Regions from separate parts of the Mus musculus genome. Here region 1 is linked to region 2. Evidence: chromatin contacts called from public promoter capture Hi-C data. All regions are on one chromosome and are shown on one strand. The core of a region is the stretch at or near the end of the contact, and the rest is flanking DNA. Distances in the headings are between cores, read along the strand shown.

Region 1 (3,990 bases), core at 451-2,950, 140 kb before region 2:
CCTGAGTTCAAATCCCAGCAACCACACGGTGGCTCACAACCATCTGTCATGAGATCTGATGCCCTCTGGTATGTCAGCAGGAGGCTGAACTAGCAGGAACTTTCCTCTGAGGCCTCCTCTTGCCTGGAAGATGGCTCTCCTCTCATCTACACTGGCATGGTCTTCCCTGCATTGCTTGTCTGTGTCCCGCAATATCGCCAGTCAGAGTGGAGGAGGGCCCTCCCTCAAGGCCTCATTTGAATTTGGTTAGTGCTTTATAAGCTGTCTCCAATGGACAGTCACACTCTGACAAAGACTGTGTGCATGTATTTTGAGGGGACATTTACCTTGAAACACTCCCCATTGTCCCACTCCCATTTTCTTCCTTCCTTCCTCTCCCCCTCCCTCTTCTCCCTTCGCTTTCCTAAGTTTCCCAGGCTGTGCCTAAGTAGTGCCGGTTTAGGGTGTTAGGAAGCAATTTAGCATAAAGTAAGCTTTATGTTAAATCACCTTGCATCTGCTGCAAAGCTGGTGCTCATAATTTAGGATTAAAACATTTGTTGGGGGTGGTGTGGAAAGATGGCTCAGCAAGCAGTTAAGAGCGTTGACTGCTCTTCTGAAGGTCCTGAGTTCAAATTCCAGCAACCACATGGTGGCTCACAACCATCTGTAACGAGATCTGATGCCCTCTTCTGGTGTGTCTGAAGATGGCTACAGTGTACTCATATACATAATAATAAATAAATCTTTAAAAAAAATCATTTGTTTGGCAGTGGTCATCATGCTCAGACCTTTGCCGAATGTTCAACAGGTCCTTCCCCACTGAGCCTTCAATCCATGCCTTAAGTTTATTTAGCTAGCCACCAGTCCCTCAACAACGCAGTGTCCTTTGCTAAGATTTTCTTCTTCTTGAACACAGATTCTTCAATGTTTGTTTGTTTAGGTTTTTCAAGAAACAGTTTCTCTATGGAGTCCTACTCTGTAGACCAGGTTGGTCCAACTCAGAGATCCCCCTGCCTCTGCCTCTCAAGTGATGGGATTAAAGGTGGGCGCCACCACTGCCTGGCTTGGGATGCTGTTTTAAAAACAACATTGAAACTATGTACATAAAAACTTTATATCCTATTAGCTAATTCCTTTAAGCAGATTACCAGAAATTAAATTATTAGGTAAAAGGAATGAATATTTTAAATACTTGTACCTTAACACGATATTTAATCAAATTAAAAGCCTTATGACTTTTTCAAAAATCAATAGAAACCATTATTTATTTCAGATAATATGAATTTAGATAGGGCAAGCAAACAAAAAGCAACCTTAACCTCATGTTTGCCCCTGGATTTCCTTGAAGACAGTCTTTCATTAGGTTCTCTAGGTTCTCTCTCTCTGTGTGTGTGTGTGTGTGTGTGTGTGTGTGTGTGTGTGTGTGTGTGGTATGTGGTTATGGGTGTGTGTGGGGGGGGGAGGAGGTGGGTGTGTGTACTGGGGATGAACCCAGGACATTATTTATGCCAAGGAAGGACTTCACCACTGAACTGCCTTTCTGCCCCTTATTGTTCACATTTGGAAGCAAAAATCTTTGTTTTGGGGCACTAGAAACAAAAGTCAGCCTGCCCAATTTATCAATTAAGTGTCAAACCACAACTCTTCAACCCTACGGTCTGAGATAATAGACTACGTAGTCTCATGCGCTGTGCTTGGGAGGATAATTATTAGTCTCTGTAGCTCAAAGCTGCCGTTGTTCCTCAGTAAGAGAGTGAGTCTCATCGCTGTTGGTGACATTGTATCTAGTAGTGAGAGCTCCTCCGTCCACTGGCAGGGACTTCACTTCCTTTTGACCTGATTAGGTGTCCCGTGTTAGACTAACAGGCAGCTGGAACTTGCTCTGCAGATCAGTAGTGTTTTTTCTGTAAGCTAAAACACCTCTTTCGCCTCTTGCAACTTGATCATACATGCCTCCTTACAGAAATCTGAGCCTTGCTGGAGTGTTATCTACAAGCACTTACATCTGTCTGGCTTTTGTTTGGAAGCCAGAGCAGAAATGTCACATGATACACAGGAAAAGATCGTGTGATCTTGTGTATTCATTTGTAACCTGCCATGGTTTGCCAAGAGTCTTTTGTGAGTTAATAACACCTTTTCTAGAACTTACCTTGCTTCCATCTGAACTACTTTGTAACTTTTCTTTTGGGGTGGGGTGGGGGGGTTATTCTCAATTTTGAGTTCAAGTTTTATTCTGTCTGTATAGATTTCAGAGGGCTTGCTGGCAGGGCCCACCTTGACTTTAGGGACAGAGAAGGAATGAAGGAATTGTGGGGACTGAGAAGGTAGCCAGGGAATGCTGCCAAGCAGAGGGAGATTTCAAAAGGGTTTGTGGGTGTGTCAAGGAGGAAGTAGAAAATTTTCAGAGAGTCTGAGTGAATTCTAAAACAAAAAGAGGGCCTGCTAAGACAAAAAGGGACTTTCATCTTCCCAGCTATCCTTGAAATCTCTGGCCCACACAGATCTTTAAGAATGTGTGCTGCAGGGGCTGGAGAGAGATGGCTCAGTGGTTGAGAGCACTGGCTGCTCTTCCAGAGGACCTGGGTTTAATTCTCAGGATGCCACATGGGGCATCATAGCTGCATATAACTTCTGCTCTAGGGGATCTGACATCCTCATACAGATACACACACAGGCAAAACAGCAATGCACATGGACTAAAATAATAATAAAAAAAAGAATGTGAATTGCTGCCCAGTGAATAGGCATGTATTTCTCTCTCTCCCTCCCTCCCTCCTCTCTTTCTCTGTCTGTCTGTCTGTCTGTCTGTCTCTCTCTCTCTGCTTGTGCAGTGATGGAGGGAGGATTTATTTGTTTGTTTTGAGACAGGTTCTTTCTATGTAGCCCTGGCTGCCCTAATAGAATTCACTTTGTAGACCAGGTAAACCAAGCTAACTGGACTCAGAGACCCTCCTGCCTCTGCTTCCTGGGTGCTGGGATTAAAGGTTACCACACCTGGCCAGTCTCTGCACTCTTTTTTTTTTTTTTTTCTCGAGACAGGGTTTCTCTGTATAGTCCTGGCTGTCCTGGAACTCACTCTGTAGAACAGGCTGGCCTCGAACTTAGAAATCCGCCTGCCTCTGCCTCCCAAGTGCTGGGATTAAAGGCATGCGCCACCTCGCCCAGCAGTCTCTGCACTCTTAATCCCAGCATTCAGGAGGCAGAGATAGATGGATCTCTGAGTTCCAGGATAGCCTAGTCTATAAGAGTCCCAGAACAGCCAGAGAGAGCTACATAGTGAGACTCTAAAACAAAAAAACTAAAGGTGAATAAAAGAAAGAGGAGGAGAGGAAAAGGAAGAGGAGGAAGGCAGGAAAGAAGTTTGAAGAGTTTGGAAGATGGTGTCAGTTTGAAGATCAGGCTGGCTTTGAACTTGCCATATAGCCTCAGCTGCCCGTAAAGTTTCCCGTGTCTCCACCTACCAAGTGCTGATATTACATATATGTGCCACCATGTCCAGCTTTATATGTTTTTAATCCTTATGCTTCTTTTGCTTCTATCTATGTGTGGATTGTCTGAGGACATTTTTTAAAATGTTTTTACATGCTTATAAATTATGAATTTATAAGAGATTTTTCTTTCTTTCTTTGTTTCTTTTTTTTTTCTTCTTCTTTTTTTTCGAGACAGGGTTTCTCTGTGTAGCCCTAGCTGTCCTGGAACTCACTCTGTAGACCAGGCTGGCCTCGAACTCAGAAATCCGCTTGCCTCTGCCTCCTGAGTGCTGGGATTAAAGGCGTGCGCCACCACGCCCGGCTTCATAGAAGAGTCTTAATTGACTCTTAAATGATTCTTTTCAGTGAACAGAGTTTCACACTTATTGAATTAAGTTTGGTCAATTAAACTTCACCCATGTAGTCTCCAATAGAAAAACTACAGTTCAGTTAGTATTTATCAAGTTACAAGGTGTATTATAAATACAACAAAAACTTCTTCCTGAATGTAGTATTAGTGAGATAATTCAACTTTGGC
Region 2 (3,850 bases), core at 587-3,086:
TTTCATGAGGATGTTAGGTGCAGGAGCTGAACTGCCCACCCAGTGCTCCCTCTTCTTGGTGTTCTTAGCTATTTCCACTAAAGCTCCGCGAGACCTCAGTCTTATGGTTATCAAACCATGTCACACCTGAAGAAAGTCACTTCAGAACTCTGAAGGACAAAGCAGGTTATTCAAGCAAGATCTAGCGCTGTTTCTAGCCAGTTCTTAACCTTCCTAATGCTGTGACCCTTTAATACAGCTCTAATTTTATGGTGACCCACAACTGTAAAAATTTTGTTACTTCATAACTGTAATATTGCTGTTATGAATCATAAATACCTAATACTAGACCCCCGTGAAAGAGTTGTTTGGCCCCAAAGGGGTCATGACCCACAGCAAGAGAATCACTTTTCTAGGGCAGTACACTGCCAGTCCTGCATCTGACTTTGTAACAGCTTGTGATCACATCACAACATACACTCATTTTGGTTTGTGTGCCACAGTGCCTGTGTGGAGGTCGGAGGGCAACTTTCTGGAGTGGTTTTTTTTTTTTTTCCACGATATGAGTGTCACAGGGACCAAACTTCTGTCCTTGGCAGCAAGAGTCTTCATGAGGAGCTATCTTTACCAGCCCTGTCCTCATTGCCTTTCTAAGAATTGCTAACTAGTCGTCTGTTTTTCAAAGGGGCTGCCATTTCACCTTCCCTCTGAGCAATTGAGGATTCCAACCTCTCATCTTGACATTAGTTCACGTTTAATTATTACAGCCACGGACTGTAGTGGAAATATTAACACGCTTCACTTATATTCTTGATCAGAGTGATTATCACCTTTTTGGGTGCTCTATGACAGTGGCTCGGAGCCTGTGCAAAACACATGAAAAATCTTCCAGTTACGAGTTGGCTAAGGCAAGCGTCCTTTCTAGTTCCTTTAGCTGCATATTGCCTTGGGTTATCATCATTCGGATTGTATCCTGTGGAGGAAAGGACAATCTAGTCATTGTTTTACCAGCTTAACCACGGCAAAGTTCTATTATTGTATCTGGTACAGTCAAGAACCAACAGTGGCTGTTACAGGTTGTAGCTGTGGGCTTACCAATGCCCAAGGCACTACATTCAATCCTGTCACCAAAAGGCACTCCCCCCATCCACCCCCCCCCCCCAAAAAAAAACAGTAGTGTGAAGTGGAAAGCTGGACGCTAGGCTACACAATACAAAGCCAGATGTGCTGCAAAACAAATGTAAAATACCCAGTGGGCAGTGAGCAAATTCTCTGTGGCATATTCCAAGGTGTTCGCTAAACTTCACAAGCTCAGTGATACAATGGGACAAAGGAGCCGTGGCCCCAGCGTGGTCTTGCTCTCACCTCTTCTGTGGCACTTTTGTTTCTTTTAAATTCTTCCCTGGCCCAATCCTGAAGGTATTTTCGGTCAGAATCACTTGGAACTTGCCTAATCGCTCGCAAAATCTTTCTGTAGAGGAGGAGAACTTGCTGCCTTCTCATGAACTGCTCAAGGGAAGGAGAAAGACAAGTTACCACAAACCAGCCGGCTCCACTCAGCAAGCAGAAATAGCCCTTTGGTCCTCGCTAGCAAACAGAACAAGAGAGAATCCTTGCGGACCGGCGGGCGGGCGGCTTGCGAGGGCGGGGCACGCCTAGCAGCTCCGCCCTCGGGAGGCTGAGGCTGTCGGCCGAGGCCCGCGGTGGCCGCGGCGAGCCAGGTCGCAGGGGGAGCGCGACCACACAGGACACCTCCGCGGGGCTGAGAGATCAGCAGTACCTGCTTCAGCGTCAGGGCTGCGGGAGGCAAGCGGGATGCCGCCATGTTGCCCACGGAAGCTGCTGCGGCTCAGGAGCGGAAGTGGCCCTCGGGCACCCTGGTCACGGAAGCGGAAGGAGGAGACGGATGCGCGAGTCCTGGGTTTTCCGCGGAGAACCCAGGAGCTCGGTCGCTTTTACGGGAGGGGAGAAAATGTGTGCCTTTTGAGCACCCTTGCTGTGTATAACTGAGAAGACCGCCATTATGCTGGCAAATTCCGTTTGCATCCTGGAAGCTTCTCTTTTTCTCTACACTTTATCCTACAGCACGCAGGTCGCCTCGATCGTTGCGACTCCGTGCGCTTTCCCTACTCGTGTGCCCTCTCGCTTTTTTGTTTTTGTCCCCCACATCACATACCCAGAAGTCAGGTTATTGAATCTGCTTCTCGTGTTTTGTTTTGGTTTTTCAATTTTTCTCTAACATGGGACGTTGGGGATCAAACCTGTATCATCAGGTTTGGGGCAAAGCACCTTTAATGTCTGAGCCATTTCAATGGCCCTTGGATAATTTCTTTATATAGAGAGCTTTAACTCTACATTAACATATTTGTTTCTTTTTTTGGTTTTTCGAGACAGGGTTTCTCTGTGTAGCCCTGGCTGTCCTGGAACTCGCTCTGTAGACCAGGCTGACCTCAAACTCAGAAATCCGCCTGCCTCTGCCTCCCAAGTGCTGGGATTAAAGGCGTGCGCCACCATGCCCGGCTAACATATTTGTTTCTTTTGAGACTTTACAATATTGTCTTCTACTCACAGCTGTTGTAAAAGTGTATTATTATGATCAGTTTTATATTTACTCCACGTAAGTTATTTTCATTTATGACACACTATGGATCTAAGTTCTTTTCCAGCCACTAGACTAAAAATTCAAGATCATTTATTAAATAATTCATGACTTTCTCAGGTCATTGTAGTAATCTTTTTGAATGCAGGGTCTTTTATTGTCTAAATAATTCGATCAGTCTTGTTTTATCTCGGCCAGGTATCAAGCTATAAATTTTGCTTTTTATGTTGTTGTTCTGGCAGATCCAGTAGTTTCTTGTTAGGATATTTTCTATGACCCTTGGAAAGGCACTGAGCTAATTTCCACATCACCTGGGGATATTTATAAGATTCATAATTAGTGCTGGGTCTAAATTGGGCACCGAGAACAGGTATTTTGTACATTCTTTTCTCTACACTCATGTTAGCCACAGGCAATGTTGTCATATAGATATATACTCCCTGTCTCAAAGATTTATACTTTGAGTAGGAAAGCTTTGAAGGTCAATGCAGTGTTACTTAATTGACTGAGAGTAGGTTCTTGCCTCAAATAACTCTCAGCGCCAAAGCTCAGCGTACAGTCTTTTTAAAGACAAAAGACGCAATGCCATCATTGTCAGGTGTAAGTCAGGAATATGGTAGTATTTGTTTTGACTACACAACCAGAAGATATTTTGATTATGTATCTGAGGCCATGGAAAGTCCCAAATGTGTTGCCATAATGGATGTGACGATTCAAGGGGTTTAAGGGACTAAATATGTGCCTGAGCCAACACAAAGCAGGGTAAGATCGGGACAAAAAGACATTACCTTAGTCACTTCATTTCTCACTTCTTTTAGTGACTTTTATTTTAATTTTATTTTTTAAAATGTGTTTATTTTATATATATGAGTACACTGTAGTCATCTTCAGACACACCAGAAGAGGGCATCGGATCCCATTACAGATGGTTGGAAGTCACCATGTGGTTGCTGGGATTTGAACTCAGGACCTTTGGAAGAGCAGTCAGTGCTCTTAAACGCTGAGCCATCTCTCCAGCCCCTTTTTAGTGGCTTTTAAATATTTGATTTCTCAGAGGGAGCAGGTACTGGTTCTTCAGAATCCTTAGACCTACAAGGAGGATACAAGGACTGGGGCTGGAGAGATGGCTCAGCAGTTAAGAGCACTGACTGCTCTTCCGAAGGTCCTGAGTTCAATTCCCAGCAACCACATGGTGACTCAGAATGGTCTGTAATGACATCTGATGCCCTCTTATGATGTTTCTGAAAAGAATGGCAGTGTACTCATAAAATA

What was found. Promoter capture Hi-C pulls out the DNA fragments that hold promoters and counts their contacts.
Region 1: a contact with region 2 is called in a promoter capture Hi-C map of the HPC-7 cell line. The contact joins the enhancer-like site here to the promoter of Lyrm2 in region 2. A contact is called at or near these places in 15 of 39 promoter capture datasets (the C10 cell line, the HPC-7 cell line, HPC-7-derived erythroid cells and 9 more), 25 of 484 Hi-C or Micro-C datasets (CD4 T cells, DN2 thymocytes, the G1E-ER4 cell line and 17 more), 24 of 115 datasets of contacts at active chromatin or transcription factors (the 230-238 cell line, the SCID.adh cell line, bone marrow-derived macrophages and 15 more) and 3 of 9 other capture datasets (adipose tissue, liver and pancreatic islet).

Annotation. Positions count from the first base shown.
Region 1 is chr4:32,934,946-32,938,935 of GRCm38.p6, reverse strand. All of the region lies in intron 1 of Ankrd6 (ankyrin repeat domain 6), which reads left to right. Among named protein-coding and RNA genes, the nearest start is that of Ankrd6, 14 kb to the left of the region's middle. Within about 2 kb of position 1,700, at least 37 of the 459 cell types and tissues checked have an H3K27ac peak or open chromatin away from gene starts, as enhancers often do. A contact at or near this core is called in the HPC-7 cell line, the N1E-115 cell line and nephron progenitors, where this site is marked.
Region 2 is chr4:32,798,245-32,802,094 of GRCm38.p6, reverse strand. Lyrm2 (LYR motif containing 2) reads right to left here and starts at 1,836. Exons shown (of 3, transcript NM_175364.4): 1 at 1,760-1,836; 2 at 1,345-1,485; 3 at 1-952. The coding sequence starts at 1,804. The coding sequence ends at 872.